Linked DNA regions of Macaca mulatta: region 2 is linked to region 1. A link is a contact called in public Hi-C data. All regions are on one chromosome and are shown on one strand. Each heading gives the region's core, a stretch centred on a gene start, on an enhancer-like site or on the middle of the called end of the contact. The rest is flanking DNA. Distances are from core to core; before and after follow the strand shown. Region 1 overlaps TANK (TRAF family member associated NFKB activator). Region 2 overlaps IFIH1 (interferon induced with helicase C domain 1).

Region 1 (3,954 bases), core at 1,043-3,542:
TTGAAGTTATAACTTCGTCTTCCTGCAGTACAGAGCCCACTTGGATTATATTTGAGAATCGAAAGAAAAATACAAGTTATCCTTACTCTCTGAGATGCTCAGCAAACTGATTAATCTTTATTAAGATCATGCACTGAAAACGTCTGAGTTTCTGGGAAAGTGTTGAAGTTGCCATTGACTATACTAATCCTAAATCCTTTGAAAAATTAATGATTGTTTTCAGAAAGTTGTATCAGACTGCTATAATGGAAAATAGCATTAACATGTTATGCCCCATTCTAAATAAACCCAACTTCAAAATGTCTGTCAGAAAACTGTTTAGCTTTTTTTTTTTTTTCCAAGTAGCATTTTAAGAGGTCCCTTTCTGAAAATTTTTCTTGGGTACTGGGAACTCAGAATTTTCATTTGAAATATATTAACAGGTTTATTTGGCGTGAATGATAAAAGGTGCAGTGTATTGCCTAGTACAACCACTAATACTTTTTTTCAATAACAATAAAAACAAAAATAATAGTAAGCAGAGCTGTGTTTCTAACCCCAAAGAAGCTGGAGACCTTAGTTTAGATACTTCATAGGAATTCCTTAAGGAGTCCTCCTTCACCTCCTGCCAATACACCCAAGGAATCTTTTCTTGATAAATTCACCCACATTAGTTATCAAATCTAAACATCACAGAATTTAGCATCAATTATTTACCAAGTGAGACAAAGGTTTGCCATTTTTTTCTTATCTTTTCCTTCAGTCCTCTTCATCCCCATTAGTTTTTAATACTTCTTTAATCTCAGAAGCAATCAGTCCTAGTTTATGTCAAAGTCAGGACTTTGGAATTTAGAACACTATCTTTACCACTTTCTGTAACTATCTCCAGTTTTAGCCTAAAACTACAGAGCATTACTCTTTTTTTTTTTTTTTTTTTTTTTTTTTTTGAGACAGAGTCTTGCTATGTCGCCCAGACTGGAGTGCAGTGGTACAATCTTGGCTCACTATAAGGAGGTCATTCTATTTAATCACTTATTTTATGGTTTGTTTGACCATATTAAATTGTCAAATACAAGTATTCTTTCTTCTTCTTCTTCTTTTCTGAGACAGTCTCACGCTGTTGCCCAGGCTGGAGTGCAGTGACGCCATCTCAGCTCACTGCAAGCTCCGCCTCCCAGGTTCATGCCATTCTCCTGCCTCAGCCTCCTGAGTAGCTGGGGCTACAGGCACCTGCCACCACGCCTGGCTAATTTTGTGTATTTTTAGTAGAGACGGGGTTCCACCGTGTTAGCCAGGATAGTCTCAATCTCCTGACCTCATGATCCACCCACCTCAGTCTCCCAAAGTGCTGGGATTACAGGCATGAGCCACTGTGCCAGACCAAGTATTCTCCTAATATACCTCTTCTCTGATTTTGTTGATATAGACTTAATGATAAAATCTTTGAAAAGTTTGTTTCATATTTGTGGTGTTCTGACTGGCTGGCTAGCTGTAAAATGTTGCCTTTCTTCCTAGTCCACACTAAAATCCATTGAGTGTTCTTACTGCACAAAACACCATAGAAAAACTTTGTCTACCACTTTAAAAAAAAACTGTGAATGTGAAAATATCTTCTGATGTGACTGCATTATAAAGCTCAGTACAGCAGTTTTAATCCAGAAGAATATATGACCTGAATGTTTGTCAAACACATGATATGCAGCAACAAAATAATCTTTATTTTATTTTGGCCTGACAGTATAATGTATAAAATCACAAATTGTTTGTATTGGCAAGATTTTATTTTACTAATTTTGAGATACTATAAAAATAATACTCTATATATATTTAAAGTATTTATTTAGAAAAAACTGGGAAATAAATTGAAGAAGATACTAATTTTAAGAAAAACAAACTGAAATCAAGTCTTTGTCTTAGAGAACAAATAAGACTGAAGAAATTGAAAGAAATATTTTGAAAAGCAAGAGTGAGGTACTTAAGTGATAAGACACAATGAAGTAAAGTCTTCCATTTATAATAGCTACAATGACCTTAATTAAATAAAATCTAAATGTCACTAAAGATAGATATCCACTGGTTTGGATTTGAAATTTAACTATACAATTTTGGATGAATTATAACTTATGATTCGGTATTAGGATTCTTCAGATCTCTGGACTTGTCAGTTTATAAGCTTTAGAAAGTACACAACACTTTCTAGGTATGGTGTAAAATTTTTTAAATATTTAAGACATAGAATACATTATTACAACATGTTCTTTAATGTTGATTTTTAAATGTCAGAATAGATGTAATACCAGTGTAAGCCACAGGGTGGGAGTGAAAGGCAAGAACTTGTGTTGAAGCAGCTTAAATACATAATTGCACCATTTTATAAACCTTTTAAATGCTTGTTGAATTATAAGGAGCTGTAGCTTGGTTTTCTTTCTGCCTTTAATACAGCTGCATTCTTCAGCAAAGAATCTATAACACAAGACAAACACATTAATTTAAATATATAGGCCATTTTTACTGAATATCAAAAGAAGTAAACACATACATTTTATTTCCCCCTAAGTTTCTGGGCATATGAAGTGCTTGGTGAACAGAGCAGCAATTTTGATCAATAGTTGAATTTGAGAAATTTCTTAAATTACCAGTACCGGAAATAGTAATTGAAGTTGCCAGAAATATTTCATCTCTTCAGACTTTCCTTCTTCATTTTCCTTTTTCATTGATTTTTCTCATTTAAAGAAAAAAATCAATTGTATATTACATATAGGTCTATAAGCTGTCTCAAGTTATTTTTCAATAGGGAAGGTAAATAAGTTTTCCTTTGTGTTTTCTTTTTACTTGATCTCATTTGAATTTGGAAGCAATTTAAAGTAGTAATAGTAATCATTTTGTATCTTTAAGGTAAGAAGACAAGAGGTTTCTTCTCCTAGAAAAGAAACTTCAGCAAGGAGTCTTGGCAGTCCTTTGCTCCATGAAAGGTAGTTCTACATCCTTTTTTTTGCCAACTCTTAAAAATTTTCAATACTGAAATATATTTTATATATATATTTTTAAGCTTTAACAATTGCAAAAAAATAGCCTTTTAGAATAAGTGGAAGTAACCATCCCCAGAGTCCTACATGTTAAAAATGACCTAAACAAGTCATGCAGTTAATAGCAGAGCTGGATCTAAAACTTGAATTCTCTAAAGCTCTACTATTTCAATAAACCAAGTGTTAAGGCCATATTTCTTTATATGGATGGATCCTAATGTGAACTTTACCAAAATGAGGAATATTTAATATTCTATTTAAGATGTTTGCAGAGAACAAAAGTCAATGCATTGAAATTTCTAATGTGAGAATAAGACAGCCAGCATTAGTGTATATATGAATAAGTAGATATGCTAGACTATACTATATTTATGTATTAAAACTTTTAATTTATCACTTACTTGGTGCCTGGCCCTCTACAAACACAAGCTGGTTTTTGGGATATTGTCTAGGAATTAAAAATTTTTTTTTAACTTTTAAATATTTTGTGGCACATAAAATGGTACTACATAAGTTTGATTATTTTAAAAACTTGGAAATTATAGCTTTACATTTTAAAATGTTGATTTTTATTTTTTAGGGGTAGTATAGAGAAGACTTTCTGGGATCTGAAAGAAGAATTTCATAGAATATGCATGCTAGCAAAAGCACAGAAAGACCACTTAAGCAAACTTAATATACCAGACACTGCAACTGGTAAGATTTAATTTAATTTACAGTAATATTGATTTGATTGATTGAAATTGATTTCTTTTTGAATGTGAAAATATTCCTGAATGCCTATTAATTGTGTAGCATCTGTAATTTACCCCTCATCCACGTATATTTGAATGTGTACATGCTGTGTAAGTTCTGTAGTGCATTACATATGTATTTGTTGGTTTTTTTTTCTTTGTTGTATATGGTACTATATAGATTGAATTGAAAGACATAATTACTAATTATCTTA
Region 2 (3,458 bases), core at 789-3,288, 1.1 Mb after region 1:
ATCTTGGCAATAACAAGGTTTGGAGACGGCAAGGTAGAATGTGAATTAGAAACCTCTTTGGCTGGTAAGCACCTTTCAGGAAAGGCTATAGGAGTTAAGCAAATTTAAGTAGACATGAAAGGATGGAGGGAGATATGATTACATTAAGGGTGCCCAGGTAAATGTTCAACAACTGGCTCTTTGGTGGAGGGAGATATGATTTTTAAAAGGTTTGTCAATTTCCATGGTGTAAATATTCGCACTGTGGCCAGTTTCCAGCATGATATCCTGAGTGGAGCTGGAAAGAGATGTGCATGCTGGGCTCTTACAAGCCAGTAAGATCCAGTTCCAGCATTCTGCTAGATATATTCCTCTACCTAAGGACTTCCCTACAATCATCATCTAAGATGATGCTTGTACACACATACATTGTGCTGGTATTTTATAATTATCCAAATGATTAATGGTATACTTTTAAAAGTGTGTGTGTGAGGAAAAGTATTGTAAAAATTGCTGAGAAATTCACTAACTTCCAGTGATCTTAGAAGTCTTAAATCCTACTGCCCTCTCCACAAATGCTCTCTCTCATCAAACTGTTCCTCTGAACACATTTTGAGCTTTCTTGTGCCTGTGCTTTTGCTCATGATGTTTCTGAAACCTGAAATGTTGCCTGCTGCCTCTGTTTACAAATCCAGCATAGTGCTCTCAAGGCTCAGATGAAATATCTGATATGCCTCATCTGGTAAGCTTTCTCATCAGTCTTCCTTCTTTCACAGATCTTGTCTCTTCATCCTGTAATACAGATCTTGCATCTCTTTTACCATGGCTAGATTACGGTTTCTTTGTGGAGGCATGTCACTTGCTTTCCTGCATTAGAGTATAAACTTTTTGAGCAATTCCTCAGTGCTTGGTTCTCTCAATGAGACTATATTATCTGACCAACTCACCTCCTTCTTCCTATTTCTCTGGCTTCTGACTTAATTCGCATCCTAAAATTGTGAAGGGAAGATCTGATGGTCTAAATTAAAATCACTGCTTTTGTTAAAACTCTGCTAAAAAAAAAGCTTTACGTTTGTAGTCATAAACGGGTATCATGAAAATAAATCCAACACGTATTAACTGCACACTAGGGAGATTTCTTTCTGTCTTTCTGTCATAATATCTATGTCCCCATTCCTGAGGTATGAATGGTAATCCTCCTAGAACTATTATGCAACTGTAAGCCATATAACTGACCCAGATACCTCATGCTAGGTTGCAAATAAAACACAAACTTACATAATCCTTTAACAAGTACCAATATCAGTATCAGCATCAGCATCCCTCTCTTTCTCTCAGCTCAAATTAATATCTGTCTTTTGGATTGCCTCAGTAGTACTGCTAGTTCTCAATAATCAATGATAACTAAATTTAGAATAATAAAAAAGTAAAGGAGTGTGCTATCTTACTTCAAACCAGTTCTGATATAGCATGAGTGATTCTGAAACAGTCTTATTGTAAACTACTGTATCAATTATTTTTTTCCACTTAGGTTTCAAATGCTATGGTTTTATTTCTAGAGATTCTAAAAATCTCTAGATTTCTAGAGGTTAGTGCTACAGAACATTATTCTGGTCCTCAAGTGCAAGGATAAATTTTGTGGCACTTTTACAGAAATTAGTATAGACCAAATCTAAGATTGGACTTCGGTCTATAAAAAGGCAAAACAAAACAACAACAAAAAAAAGTGCTATAACAGATTGGGCCAGGGAGAAGAAGGCTGTTTTATAAAGGTCAATTTTTAAACCCCTCCTACAGAACATGATCTATGCAAAATATATCCACAATATATTCCAAAGCATAATGTCACCGGATAAACCTAAGGAGTGGAACATATGGGGAAATATGAGAAAGAAGGTATTAAAGTCTGAAAACAAGCAGGTTGGTAAGCTCATTAGCTGGGGTGGAATTTTAAAATCTTCACGTGAACGAATATATAAATCAAAATACACACATGCAATCACAGTCATGCGCACTGTATATTCACACATGGCACACTCTACAGTTACATTATAATCTTTCACGCTGAAACAGTGAAATTCCATTGGCTTTATAAATGTAAAGGCGCCCTCTGCTGACCAATCTGAGGCATTTGCATTTTCTAGTTTTCACAATAGGGCAGCTCTAACACAATGATTAAAGAAGTTTAGGGGGATTTTCTGCTCCACTCTGCATAAAAGTTTATATCAAATGCAATAAAGTTAATTTAGTTTTAAATGTCACTTAATTTTCTTTGATTTTATTGTAATGCATTAATTCCTAAAATAGTATAATGAAAAAAGGTTAATGTGAAGTAACTACTCACTTGTTTTGACAAAGCAACAGTAGCAGACAATTAAAGACTGATTGCACAACTAATTTTACTGTAAACTTATAGAGGTCAAATAATCCAGTCAATTATTTGCTATAATTAAAATGCTTTTAATAGAAAATGAAAGCAGGCTTTGTGTCCCTCTGATGTTTCCTAGGGAAATCTGGTCTAGAGAAACACCAAAGTTTTGCAGTTATCTTCTTGTTATAAGACGACCAGTGACTTCAGAAAGCAGAACTATAGCATCCAGCATTAAATTCCCATTGATAGTCTGAGAACTGTTCAAATGTTGTTTAGAAATTTTGTTAATTTGGAAAAGGGCAAATGAAAAAATTGATATATCTTAATTACTAACCACTTTTGTAATGAGAAGCAATTGATTGTAAACAGAGGTGGGAGGAGGAAAAAGGACACATATCAACCCCCAAGTTTGGAGATATGACGAAATCACTCTCTAGAACAATCCACTAGAGAACTCTGATATGACCTCTAGTGCCAAAGAGATATGTGTTTAAAATTAGTTTCAAGGTGGGCCACTGTTACTGATGGTGGTGTGTCTTATCCATCAGATGTGTTACACACACACACACACATAATCTTTGCATTAAAGCTATAAATAATTAACAACATTTGCATAGCACTAAGACTACTATGCACTGAGAAAATATTTGAGAAACTGGTTCAGAAATAATAATTATAAATATCTTAATTTAAAATTACAAATAATTTGAGTCTTTTTGCACATGTAAAAATCATATTTACAGACTGTGTGCAGCTTAAGGGACAAGTTTTTTTCAATGCTATCTTGGAAACTATTTGAAACTTTAACCTAATACAATGGAATTCAAAATAAAGACTAAACATTATCAATATCAAGAAGATACACAAAACAAAACTGCACAAATGCCTATTAGAAGCTATGGAGTACCTCCACATTTACCTCGATTGTTACTTCTGTCAGAAAATGCTTATGCAGGCAAAACCCTTCCATAGTAAATTCTGCAAGAAAAACTTCAATCAAAAGAACTCCAATAATTTCTCTGGACTAATGGTACTTTATAAGTTATTAATATCAGTAATTCTTAGTCCTGAAGATAACAAGGAAACAAACAGACACTTGGAATGCCAG

Evidence for each region. A called contact is a pair of places that touch in the nucleus more often than the background predicts.
Region 2: a Hi-C map of fetal cortical plate shows a contact between it and region 1, with 4 times the contacts expected there. The contact joins two enhancer-like sites. A contact is called at or near these places in 2 of 14 Hi-C or Micro-C datasets (fetal cortex germinal zone and fetal cortical plate).

The regions. Positions count from the first base shown.
Region 1 is chr12:66,031,954-66,035,907 of T2T-MMU8v2.0, forward strand. It overlaps TANK (TRAF family member associated NFKB activator), which reads left to right. Exons shown (of 7, transcript NM_001257543.1): 4 at 2,875-2,951; 5 at 3,586-3,701. LOC144333388 (a long non-coding RNA gene) reads right to left here. Exons shown (of 4, transcript XR_013402007.1): 4 at 2,218-2,442. Among named protein-coding and RNA genes, the nearest start is that of TANK, 44 kb to the left of the region's middle. Within about 2 kb of position 2,293, at least 7 of the 40 cell types and tissues checked have an H3K27ac peak or open chromatin away from gene starts, as enhancers often do. A contact at or near this core is called in fetal cortical plate, where this site is marked.
Region 2 is chr12:67,151,268-67,154,725 of T2T-MMU8v2.0, forward strand. The region is part of intron 3 of IFIH1 (interferon induced with helicase C domain 1); the gene reads right to left. Among named protein-coding and RNA genes, the nearest start is that of IFIH1, 17 kb to the right of the region's middle. Within about 2 kb of position 2,039, at least 2 of the 40 cell types and tissues checked have an H3K27ac peak or open chromatin away from gene starts, as enhancers often do. A contact at or near this core is called in fetal cortical plate, where this site is marked.